Regions from separate parts of the Mus musculus genome. Here region 1 is linked to region 2. A link is a contact called in public promoter capture Hi-C data. All regions are on one chromosome and are shown on one strand. The core of a region is the stretch at or near the end of the contact, and the rest is flanking DNA. Distances in the headings are between cores, read along the strand shown.

Evidence for each region. Promoter capture Hi-C pulls out the DNA fragments that hold promoters and counts their contacts.
Region 1: a contact with region 2 is called in a promoter capture Hi-C map of pre-B cells, with 6 times the contacts expected there. The contact joins the promoter of Rpn1 here to the promoter of Pcbp1 in region 2. A contact is called at or near these places in 1 of 39 promoter capture datasets (pre-B cells) and 1 of 9 other capture datasets (liver).

The regions. Positions count from the first base shown.
Region 1 is chr6:88,081,988-88,087,453 of GRCm38.p6, forward strand. It overlaps Rpn1 (ribophorin I), which reads left to right and starts at 2,486. Exons shown (of 10, transcript NM_133933.4): 1 at 2,486-2,807. The coding sequence starts at 2,544.
Region 2 is chr6:86,524,818-86,530,404 of GRCm38.p6, forward strand. It overlaps Pcbp1 (poly(rC) binding protein 1), which reads right to left and starts at 1,372. Exons shown (of 1, transcript NM_011865.4): 1 at 1-1,372. The coding sequence starts at 1,098. The coding sequence ends at 28. 1600020E01Rik (RIKEN cDNA 1600020E01 gene) reads left to right here and starts at 2,513. Exons shown (of 5, transcript NR_037960.1): 1 at 2,513-2,616; 2 at 3,074-3,157. Gm38676 (a long non-coding RNA gene) reads left to right here and starts at 3,947. Exons shown (of 2, transcript XR_869219.1): 1 at 3,947-4,589.

The DNA of each region.
Region 1 (5,466 bases), core at 1,236-3,735, 1.6 Mb after region 2:
GAGGCTTGAACCCTCAGCCTTATGTATGTGAAGCACCTGCTTCAGTAGGGAGCCACGCCCCTAATCTCCTTCAGCATGCTAGGCAAGCGCTGTTCTCAATCTTTCTTCACACCTCCCTTTGTGCATGTGTGTATACATGTGTGCGGATAGAAAACAGAGAACAATTTTAGGTGTCATTCCTCGGGAGCTGTCTACGTTGTTTTCAAGACAGGATCTCTCACCGGCCTGACGTTCTCCAAGCAGGCTAGGCTGGAGAGCAAACTCCCCGTGTCTACCTCCCCAGTGCTGGGATTGCAAGGCTGCATCACTGTCCTTGGCTTTTTTTTTTTTTCCATGAGTTCTGGGGATCAAACTCAGATTTTCGTGCTTAAGTGGCAAGAATTTTACTGGCTGAGCTATCTCCCTAGTTACCCTCTTAACACTCTCAATAATGACTTTGTTATTTTTAAACATCTATTTATTTTATGTGTCTGAGTGTTCTGCCTGCATAAGTGTCCATGCACCACATCCTTGAAGTGTGAGTGGAGTACAGAAGGCAGTTTTAGATCCACTGGAACCAGACTTAGTGTTGTGAGAAGCCATGCAGGTCCTGGGAATTGAACCCTGGTCCTCTACTAGAGTATCCAAGAGAGGACTTAACTGCTAAGCCTCCTTTCCAGTCACCTAACTCTATAATTTTTAATTTTGGAAGAGTTGAAGAAAAATTGTCTCTGATGTTGGAGTGTTATTTTAAATGGCTACTATATTGCCCCTGCTATCCTCTGCAGAGCTTTGCCCTGGTGAATGTGTTAATAGTGTGGTCAGACTTTCTATTGTTGTTGTTACATTAAGGCAAAGTATTTTATGTTCTTTATTCTTTATTCTTTCCTTAGCCTCCTAAATACTGAAGCATTACAGGCATGTACCACTACTACAACCAGATAGCATTAAAAAAAGATTTATTTTTAAATTTATATTTATGTGTGTGTATGTGAGAGAGAAAGAGATACAGAGAGACAGATAAAGACAGAGACAGAGAGGAACAGAAGGAAGAACATCTGTGTATGGATGTTTGTGGAGGTTAGAGGGCATCAGATCCTTGCCTGACAGGCAGTTGTGAGCCTGGGAACCGGAAGAATTCAAGTCCTTTGAGAGAGCAGCAAATCCTCCTAACCACTAAGCTGTCTCTGCATACATAATGTATGTACTCGCGTGCAAACAGTAAGTAGTTTTGTTTTCTGGGCCATATAGTCTGGTTTGCAACTACACTACTGTTACTGTTGTACTGTGAAAGCAATCATAAGCTACGGACAAATGAACGTAGCTATGTTCCAATAAAACTTTATAGACACAGATAGATTGTTGGCCTGCAGGTGCTAATTTCCTGACTTCTGCTTTGTAGGGAGGAGCATGGCCAGCCCTCCATTCTCTCTTCTCATTGGCTGGTATCAATGTTTGAATATTTCCATCTCCTCCCAAAATTTACCTTCGAATTACATCCTTCAAGCAACAACATTGGGACGCATTCTCATTTGGGGAGTGGAGACTGTACACAACCATTGTGCAGGGGGCTTGGAGATTTTATAGGGTTGAAAAAAGGGAACTTTAGGGGAGCAAAGTTTTATCTGTAGATTTTTTCATATATATATATATACATATATACATACATATATATATGTATATATGTATATATATATATATATATATATATATATATATATATGGTTTCAAGGCCCAAAAAATGCCATTGGATGTTTTCGTCACTAAGCTGGCTTTCTTGTCAGGTGTATCAGTACACTGACTACAGTTTCTCTGCTCACTTGAAGTTCATTGTTTTTGGTCATTAATTCTTCAGTGTGACTTTGGGAGATGATAGCACTAGAGGAATCCATCTGCAAGATGCCTTTGTAAAAGGGCTTGCCTCAGAGAGACCCTTTCCTGCCTTTCTGTCATATGACGATATGCAATGCCTTCCTTAGAAGGCATGCAATGTCAAAGTGCCACCTTGGTAGTAAATAGCAGCCCTCACCAGACAGCTAGTCCTGCCAGTGACTTCGCCTTGGACTCCTACAACTGTGATAAATGTCAACAGGTATCTGAGGTTAATATCATCAACCTTGGTTAGTTGCTTAAGGTTTCTGCCATCACTCACATTAATGGTTGAACTAAATATTAGAGGAGAGACTTGAGTTTCTGGAAATTTCCCATTTTCCTTTAAACTTTTGCCCACTTAGCATTCGTATCACTATAGAGAAGGCAAAGTTAGTTCCTTAGACTAAGCTATAGTATACTGTTTTTGAGCTGAGAGGCCAGAGTTATTTTGCATAAGCATGAAGGAAACAGACAGGATATAAGGAAATCAGGGGTGAATACGGCTATTAAGCGCCCCAAGAAGTACGCCTGCACTTTAAGATTTTCAATCAGGCGCCCCACGATCGCCCGGTTGCCCTGGAGACGGGGTCCTTTCTGACCGGGCCCAGCCATCTTGTGGTGCTGTTGGCCAATCAGCGGTTGCGCCGTGGCGGGGGGGCGGGGCGCGTGTCGGTGGCGCTCAGCTCGCGGTCATGGAGTCGCCGGTCGCCTTGCTGTTGCTGCTGCTGCTATGTCTCGGGGCCTTGGCCCCGACGCCCGGCAGCGCCTCCTCGGAGGCTCCGCCGCTGGTCAACGAGGACGTGAAGCGCACGGTGGACCTGAGCAGCCACCTAGCCAAGGTGACGGCTGAGGTGGTCCTGGTACACCCGGGCGGCGGCTCCACATCACGAGCCAGCTCTTTCGTTCTGGCCCTGGAGCCAGAACTGGAGTCGCGGCTTGCGCACCTAGGCGTGCAGGTGAGCGGAGGGAGGAGCCGGCGAACCTCACGCGGGATGCCTGAGGCGATCGGGGATCCCTGGGGAGGGGCGGGGAGGTTGAGGGCGTTAGGGATCCTCCAGGTGTCTGGTTGTCTGAAAGGCAGGTGTTGGAGGGGGACAGCGGAGAGGTTGGGGTCCGCCGTCTCTCTTGTCCGCGTGTCCTCTCGGACACGTCAGCACAAGCTTCCGAGCGTGGGGCACCGCCCACGTGGCTGCTCTGGAGCCCAAGGCGACCCCTTGGTCCCCTGGCGACCTCCTTCCGCACCCCAAGAGGATCTTGGCTGTGGCCGGGTGCGGTACTTCGGGTACCCAGCTTCTTTTCTGTCCCCTGGACTTGCTCGTCTAGTGGAGGACTATCAGTGAGTTAAGACAATTTATTTCCTGAATGCAATTGACTGGTGTAGTCTGTTCTCTCCAGACAGCAGCGTTCAGAAATACAGCAGGTTTCTGGTATTAAAGTTTGTCATTCCTCGCACCCGGTTAATGTAACACTCCTCTGAAAGCTGCTGCTTAACGCTTTCTTAATGTTCAGACTAATTGAAGAGTCAGCCCCTTATGCTGTACAGAAAGGTGAAGCCCAGGTCTGTTCCTCCCCACCGTCTCTCATTGGAACACTTCAGCATTTAGCCTTCTGTACTTTTCATTGAATACACTTTTATACCTTTCAAGGAAAGAAATCGCTGGCTTTGGGAATAGAGGGAATATCCACACAGGTTAATTTTTATTACTGTTCTCATTAACTATATTCATTAAGTGATTACCCAATTTACTAGGAGACTAAGCACACCACATTCTTTTTAACTGTATGGAGCTATAAAGCTGGACTTATAATAGTCACTGAAGTGACTCCTGTCCCCTTTACATTGAAGCCTTGTTCATGCTCAGCATGGCTTTCCTCAAATATTTCTGGAAAGACATTCATGACTTCATTGGATGCTCAGTCCTGTTTTGTGAAAATCAGTCATGACTTAATGAAGTCATAGTATAATCAGATCACAGCAGAGGCTTACCACCCTGCTGCTGTCCTGGTGGGAATTGCATACAAGTTGGGTCCCTCTACATGGCTCAGAGCATCCAAGTTCAATTCCACAGCCATCGGTAACTCCAGTTTCAGGGTGCACAGACCCACTTGCAAGCAAAACACCCATGTACATTAAAAGAAAAATTAGGAAAAGAAAAGGCTGTGGCAGGTATTTTAAGAACATTCCCCACCCTATAGCAACCTTTTGAGGCATAGGAATTCTTACATGACTGTGGAAGTATCTGGCTTTGGAGCTTATTAACCCCCCTCCCCCAAATGAAGGTCTGACTTGTCCCATACCCTTGGGTGTATTTGCATTATTGCTACCTTGCTTTCTGGCCTTGACATGAAATTAGGACTTGTGTTTCAGCTCTGCAGTCATGTTACTGACTTACAGTAACTTGTGTTAACTCTGGAGGAAGACGAGTTTATACTCCTTACCTAGGTGAGAAGCAACTGGGTGATAAAGAGGATAAGAAAGGGCACACATTGCCTTGGAAACTTAGGCGAGGTGGACGGAGTACAGGAACCTTTAAGGAGCTAGCAGGACAGTAGGATTATGTAGTTTGAACCATCCTTTTCTCTTACACTGTTTGAGACAGGGTGTTGCTGTGTTGTCCCTGGACTGTTTTGGAACCTAGAATCCTCCTGTCCCAGCCTCCAGAATGCTGATAGCTAAAAATGACCTTGACTGCTGATCATCTTGGCTGTCTGTCCCATGTACTGGGACTACAGCTGTGTACCACCATGCCTAGCTTTCTGACCTTTTACTAAGTAATGCATTTTTTTTTTAAGATTTATTTATTTATTATATGTAAGGACATTGTAGCTGTCAACTCTGCTTGCTCAGTTCCTGCTTGCCCCAGTCCAAAGATTTATTACTATACATAAATACACTGTAGCTGTCTTAATATGTCTAAATATTAAGATACTGAAATAGTAAAGATAATATTTTAAAAAGTGTTCTTGGAGTTGGGATATAGTGATAGTTGCCTATACAATTCCAGCAGTTGGCAGGAGGATCAATAGTTTAAGGTCATCCTAAAGGGAGTGTGAGGCTAGCTTGTGCTACTTGGGGCCCTGTCTCAAAAGAAATCAATTTCCTGTGGGGTTGGGGTGTGGAGCAGTGGTAAAGCACATGCTGAGCTGCACCAGGCTTTGAGTGCAGGTCTGAGAACAACACATACAATTATTCTTTGTAGTGTTATGTTCTCTGTTGGGAATTATTGCTTCAGTCCTAGGAAATAGTTTTTTGTTTTGTTTCATTTTGGTGGGCATTAGGTTAGGCTAGCCAAGGGTCAGTAGAATACATGTATGTTTTCCACAGACTGCACACAGTCTGTCACTCCAGATAACCCCTCAGGAAGCCTCAGCAACCCTTTGGAGTTAACCTGGTTACATGGCTGGTGGCAGTGAAGGCTAGATAATACAGGAGTGTGCCATAGTGGCCACCAGGGCCCTTTCCCCTAAGGCCTTTGCCACTGCGCCCACTCTGATTACATACAGGACTTCTGCTGTTTCCTTATGTTTTCTGCTTACAGATATTTGAATATTAAAAAAAATATTCAGAAAGAAGTTTTTGGACCATTTAGGAAGTGAATGTGGAGATGAGGTCTT
Region 2 (5,587 bases), core at 122-2,621:
GGGGGTTACGAGCGAACCTACGCTGTTCTAGCTGCACCCCATCCCCTTCTCAGAGGAAAGCCTGGCATTGATTAGATACTGGGCCAGGCTAATACTGGCAGCCGAGCCAGTAATAGTGACCTGCCTTCCAGAAGAGCCTTCCACCGGGTTGGCAATTTTGATCTGGGCCCCGGACATCTGGCGGATCTCATTGATGTTGGCGCCTTGGCGCCCGATTATGCAGCCGATTAAGTTATTTGGAATGGTGAGTTCATGGGTGGTTTGAGTAGATGCATCCAAACTTGCCCAATAGCCTTTCACCTCTGGAGAGCTGGAGTCAATTCCGGCGAATCCCGTCCCGCCGTGCATCATGGCAAAGTGAGACTGTTGTCTTGCCACCTGGTTCAGCTTGGCCAGATCCAGCGGAGAAATGGTGTGTTGTCCTTGAATCGAGTAGGCGTCTAGAGGTGGTCCCTCCAGGTCGTGGGTGGCGTGGGGGTAGCCCGCCGCGTCGCTGCAGCGATCTTGGCCGCCCGCGCAGATGACTGGCGAGCTGGCCGGCATGGGCTGGTACGGGATGGTCATGACTCTCCCCTGTGGAGACTGGGAGAGCGTCTCCAGCATGACCAGGCAGATCTGCTTCACACACTCGGTGACGGACTGCGGCACGCCGGCGATAGTGATAGCCCGCTCGGTCGAGTTGGGCAGCATATCCCCCGCCACCTGGACCTGGGCCCCGGTGCTCTCGCGGATCTCCTTGATCTTGCAGCCGCCCTTGCCGATCAGGGAGCCACACTGGGTGGCGGGCACGACCAGCCGAAGTGTGACCGGGGGCCTGCTGGCCGCCGTACTGTTGGTCATGGAGCTGTTGATATCTTCCTCCAGCTTGTCGATGATCATGGCGAAGGCCTTAAAGATGGCATTGGTAGGCCCAGTCAGCGTGATGATCCTCTCCGGGCAGTTCCCCTCCGAGATGTTGATCCGCGCGCCGCTCTCCTCGCGGATCCTCTTCACCGACTCCCCTTTCTTCCCGATGATGCTGCCTACTTCCTTTCCGTGCATCAGCAGCCGAATGGTGAGAGTCACGTTGAGTCCGCTTTCAGTCACACCGGCGTCCATGGCGAGCGGCGGGCGGCGTTCGGGAGTTGGGCTCGTTACGTGGTCAAGTCCTGGGCGGCTGGCGGGGGAGGGGAGGAGTAGGCCCGAACTGCCGGCGCGAGGCGAGCGGGGGGCCGCAGGAGCGGGCGGGCGCGGGCGGGAGGCCGCGGCGGCGTCGCAGGACTGGCGGCGGCGGCGACGGGGGCGAGCGGGACCGGGAGCGGTCGACGGGCGGGTGGGCGAGGGCGCGGCGGTGGCGACTCCGGCGGCAGCCTCGGCGGTCTGGGCGGGGCGGGAAGCCCGCTTTCAACCCCGCGTACCCTCTGACCCCGGAAGTGCTTTCCGCGCAGGACCCCTAGGAGAAAAAAAAGAGGACCGGCTTTTTTAGGTCACAAGACTGCGCCAGCGCGCGCGACCCTTGAGAAAAATAACCCGGTGGCACCGCCGTCGGGTTGAAAACGGACAACGTGGGCAAAACTGGGGACCCGGCAGAGATTGAGAGGGAGCACGTGTTTTGTTAACCCTAGCGGCTCCGGCAGGGGACTGGGAAAATATACTGGTTTTGTGCCGGGGACAGATAATTGTTTCCCGGTCCGCCCAAGGATTCGATGGCGGAGCGATACAGGCATCGGCGGAGGCCGCTGCAGGCGGGAGCTAGGCCGCCGCGGGTCGAAAACGTGCGCGGGAGGGGACCAGGGCGCATGCGCGGCAGCGAGGGGGGGCGCGAGCGGCCCGCGTTGGCTTCCGTGGGGGGAGGGGCGGCGAGGCGAGGCGCGGCCCGGCGGCTGTGCACGCGCTCTGCTGGGCACGTGGGGCCCCTTCGTCCCCGGCGTCCGGGCGCCTGGTCCCAGCCCCCACCTTGGCCTCCGTCCGGCGGCTGCGTCCGCGACGCAGAGAGACTCGAGCGAGAGTCACCCGCCCCGGCGAGTGCCGCTCGGGCTAGTGGCGTTAGGAACGGGGGCCGCTGGAATGGCGTCCACTTACATAATGCTTTGTTTGCACTTGGTCGGCTCCGGTTAGGGAAGCCCTCGGAGGCGCTACCTCCTGCCCTCGTGTTTTATGTCCCACGATAGTTCCCGAGACCTTAGAGGAGCGGTGCGCACTGACGGCGTGCCGGCATGGCCCCCCGCATGTCCGCGCTGGCTCGCCCGCCGCCTGGACCACGCTTTCGGGAGGCGGCCAAGCCTGGGCGCCGCCGCCATCTTGGGAGGTCGCCCTGACCGAGGCCTCCCGCCGGGAAATGGCCCTCGAGACGCTGGAGAGCGCCTTGTGCTTTCTTTGCCGGCTCCTCGTGCCGCCGCCATAGTCAGCCTGGAGGAGGTCGTGTGAAGGAACGTGTTGTTTAATACTTGGCCGAAAGGACCAGCGTGGCGTTCCTCACCCCACCGCCACCCCACCCCCGAGCGGGGAGGGCTGGCGGCCATGTTTCCCAACAAAATGGCGACACGTGTCGCCATCGAAAAATTGGGCCGGGTCTGAAAGCTCTAGAATGTGCCTTTCATCAGTCTCAGAATTTCCCATAGGATGAAACAGCAAGAGGTGCTTTTGGAAGAAAGTTAATTCCCTTGGTGGGCAGGAGAATAAATAAAATGCAGGCCTGACACGGGATTTTTAAAAAACTGAGTAATGGCAGGCAGGTGTGTGCCTGTGTGTGTGCGTGCGCGCGTGTGTGCACAGTATGTAACCAAGTACCCAAGCATCTAGAAAAAATTTCTAGTTTTTTTCTAGATGTTGTACAGGTGGTGCTGTAACTGATTTAAGATTGTTATGCCTAATAAGCCATAGAATGGCAATGTCTCACTATTCAACTGTCCAGTGATCCTAAAGTTCACAGTTATGTCCACTTTTCCACCTTTACAGTCAAGAGGAACAGATTGTGGGTGTGGGTGTGCCACAGCAGATTCCATTCTAAACATTTTATCCCATGCAATATATATTTTTTTTAATTGAAAATTCCATGAAGTGGGTATTTATTTCTCTTTCTTTTCCCCAACAGAGCAAGACAATCCCAGAGAGATGAATGAAGTGAATGACCCAAGGTTACACAGGATGGAACCTATATCTTCTGATTTCTCTACTGGTGAGCACCTTTTGCAGATTTTTTTATTTGAATCAGAGTTTTAGAATTTAATTTTGCTGAGCTGGTTATCAGACATAGGATCTCTAACTTTTTAGCCAAGCTGTCTACCACTACGCCACAGTTTTGTGTGTGTGGTTTTTTTTTTTCAGTGCAGAGGCACTGAGCTCTGGATCCTCCTGTCTCACTTCACAAACACTGGAATGACAGGATGTGCCACCACTGGCATGTTGAGGGCATGGTAGGAAACACCTTTAATCCCATCACTGGGGAAACAGAAACAGGTAGATCTTTGAGAATTTGAGGCCAGCTGGGGCTACAAAGTGATACCCTGTTTCAAAAAAAAAAAGAGAAAGAAAAGAACTGACTTGTGTGAACTTGTCATTTCTAAAGGAGCCACTCAGAACCCCCCCCCCCCCCCCCCCCCCCCCCGCCCCGCACCTGTTTGTATGTTCCGTGCCTTCACTTATTCCTGGTGTTAGTGACATTTGTTTAGGCTCAAATATTATTTTACAAAGCCTCTGGATGAGGACAGGAAGAGGATGTGATTCAGGCTTGCCCAAAAGTTCAGTATCTGTTCATCTGGCCTCATCTGAGGCCCATTTCCCTCCACCTGGCTCCAAGGGAGCAAGCGAGCAGTTCCCTAGAGACTTGCTTTCCTCAGTTGCTTGTGGATGGATTTCTGGTTTCTCCATCCCAGTCCTTTAAGCAGATAAAATAAGTTACTTTACCTGGTTCCAATCATCTATTTCTCTTTAAATATTGACAGAGCATGGAGGAATATTAGATAAATCATAACTTGTGACTCCTCAAACCATGCGGCCTTCACTATTCAGTGTATTCAATTAAGTTCAATGTAGGTCATAAATCAGCTTTTTTCGTAAAAGCAGCACAGATGCATGTGGTATGGAATTATAATTACAGAGAGGTTATAACCTTCATTTAAATTTGTTAAATACTCATGGAAATGAGTGTATAGTTAGGTATGTTTAAATTTATTAAACTCACCTGGTCTAGAAGGTGAGGGTACTTCTCAGGAATAGACTCAAGCTCCCAATTAGGTCAGCTATTTCTACCCATAATTCCTAAAATCATGTACTGAAGTCTGCAAATAGCTATTTATTAGGCTCACATTTAAAAATTAGGTTGGGTTTTTGTTGTCTTGTTTTAAGACAGGGTATCGCCATGTAGCCCTGGCTAGCCTGGAACTTCTTTTGCAGACCAGGCTGGCTTTGAACTCCGAGCGATTCATCTGTCTGTCTCTGCCTCTCCAAAGTTCTGGGAATAAAGATGTGTAGCACCACACATGGCAAGCAAAAGAAGACTTGGGGGTTTTTTTGTTGTTGTTGTTTTTCAAGAAAGAGTTTCTCTGTGTAACAGCCCTGGGGCTGTCTTGGAACTTAGTCTATAGACCAGGCTCAGCTTGTACTCCGATGTAGGTAGTGGATAGCGCAACAAACATGTACTGGAGTGGCTGTGGCTGTGTGGGTGTCGGAGAGAAGAGCTTTTTGATTGAAATTACATTTAGATCACATGTCAAACTTTTCTTTTTTCTTATATATTTTTAAAATTTTTGTCTTTTTTATTTTTTGGATTTTTTTTTTTTAAGATTTATTTATTTATTATATGTAAGTACACTGTAGCTGTCTTCAGACGCACCAGAAGAGGGCATCAGATCTCATTACGGGTGGTTGCTGGGATTTGAACTTTGGACCTTCGGAAGAGCAGTTGGGTGCTCTTACCCACTGAGCCATCTCACCAGCCCTGTTTGTTTGTTTTTGAGACAGGGTTTCTCTGTGTAGCACTGGCTGTCCTGGAACTAACTCACTTTGTAGACCAGGCTGGCCTCGAACTCAGAAATCTGCCTGTCTCTGCCTTCCAAGTTTTTGTCTTGTTTTGTTTTGTTCTTGTTTTTGTCTTTTGAGACAGGGTTTCTCTGTATAGCCTTGGCTTATTTATTTTATGTATGTGAGTGCACAGTAGCTGTCTTCAGACACATCAGAAGAGGGCATCAGATCCCATTACAGATGGGTGTGAGTCACAATGTGGTTGCTGGGAATTGAACTAAGGACCTCTGGAAGAGCAGCCATCTGTCCTGTCCAGCTGGTGTCAAACTTTTCACATTAACATTATGTTACCTCTGTCCAGAGCTTTAGCAGACACACAGTAGCAGCTATGACAATACCAGCATGCAGACCTCAGTGTGTACCACACTGTCCTGAGCATTGCAAGATGTTGGAACTCAAGGCTAAGCACAGTGTAAAAAGAGAAATATTATAAGAAATTTAAATGACTCGCACATATGTATACACACAGATATATAACAAAACTATCATAAAAGAGAATTGCTACTTGAAATATACTCTAGAAATTTCTGCGGCCCCCCCCCCCCCTTTGTTGTTTTGTTTTTCGAAACATGGTTTCTCTCTATAG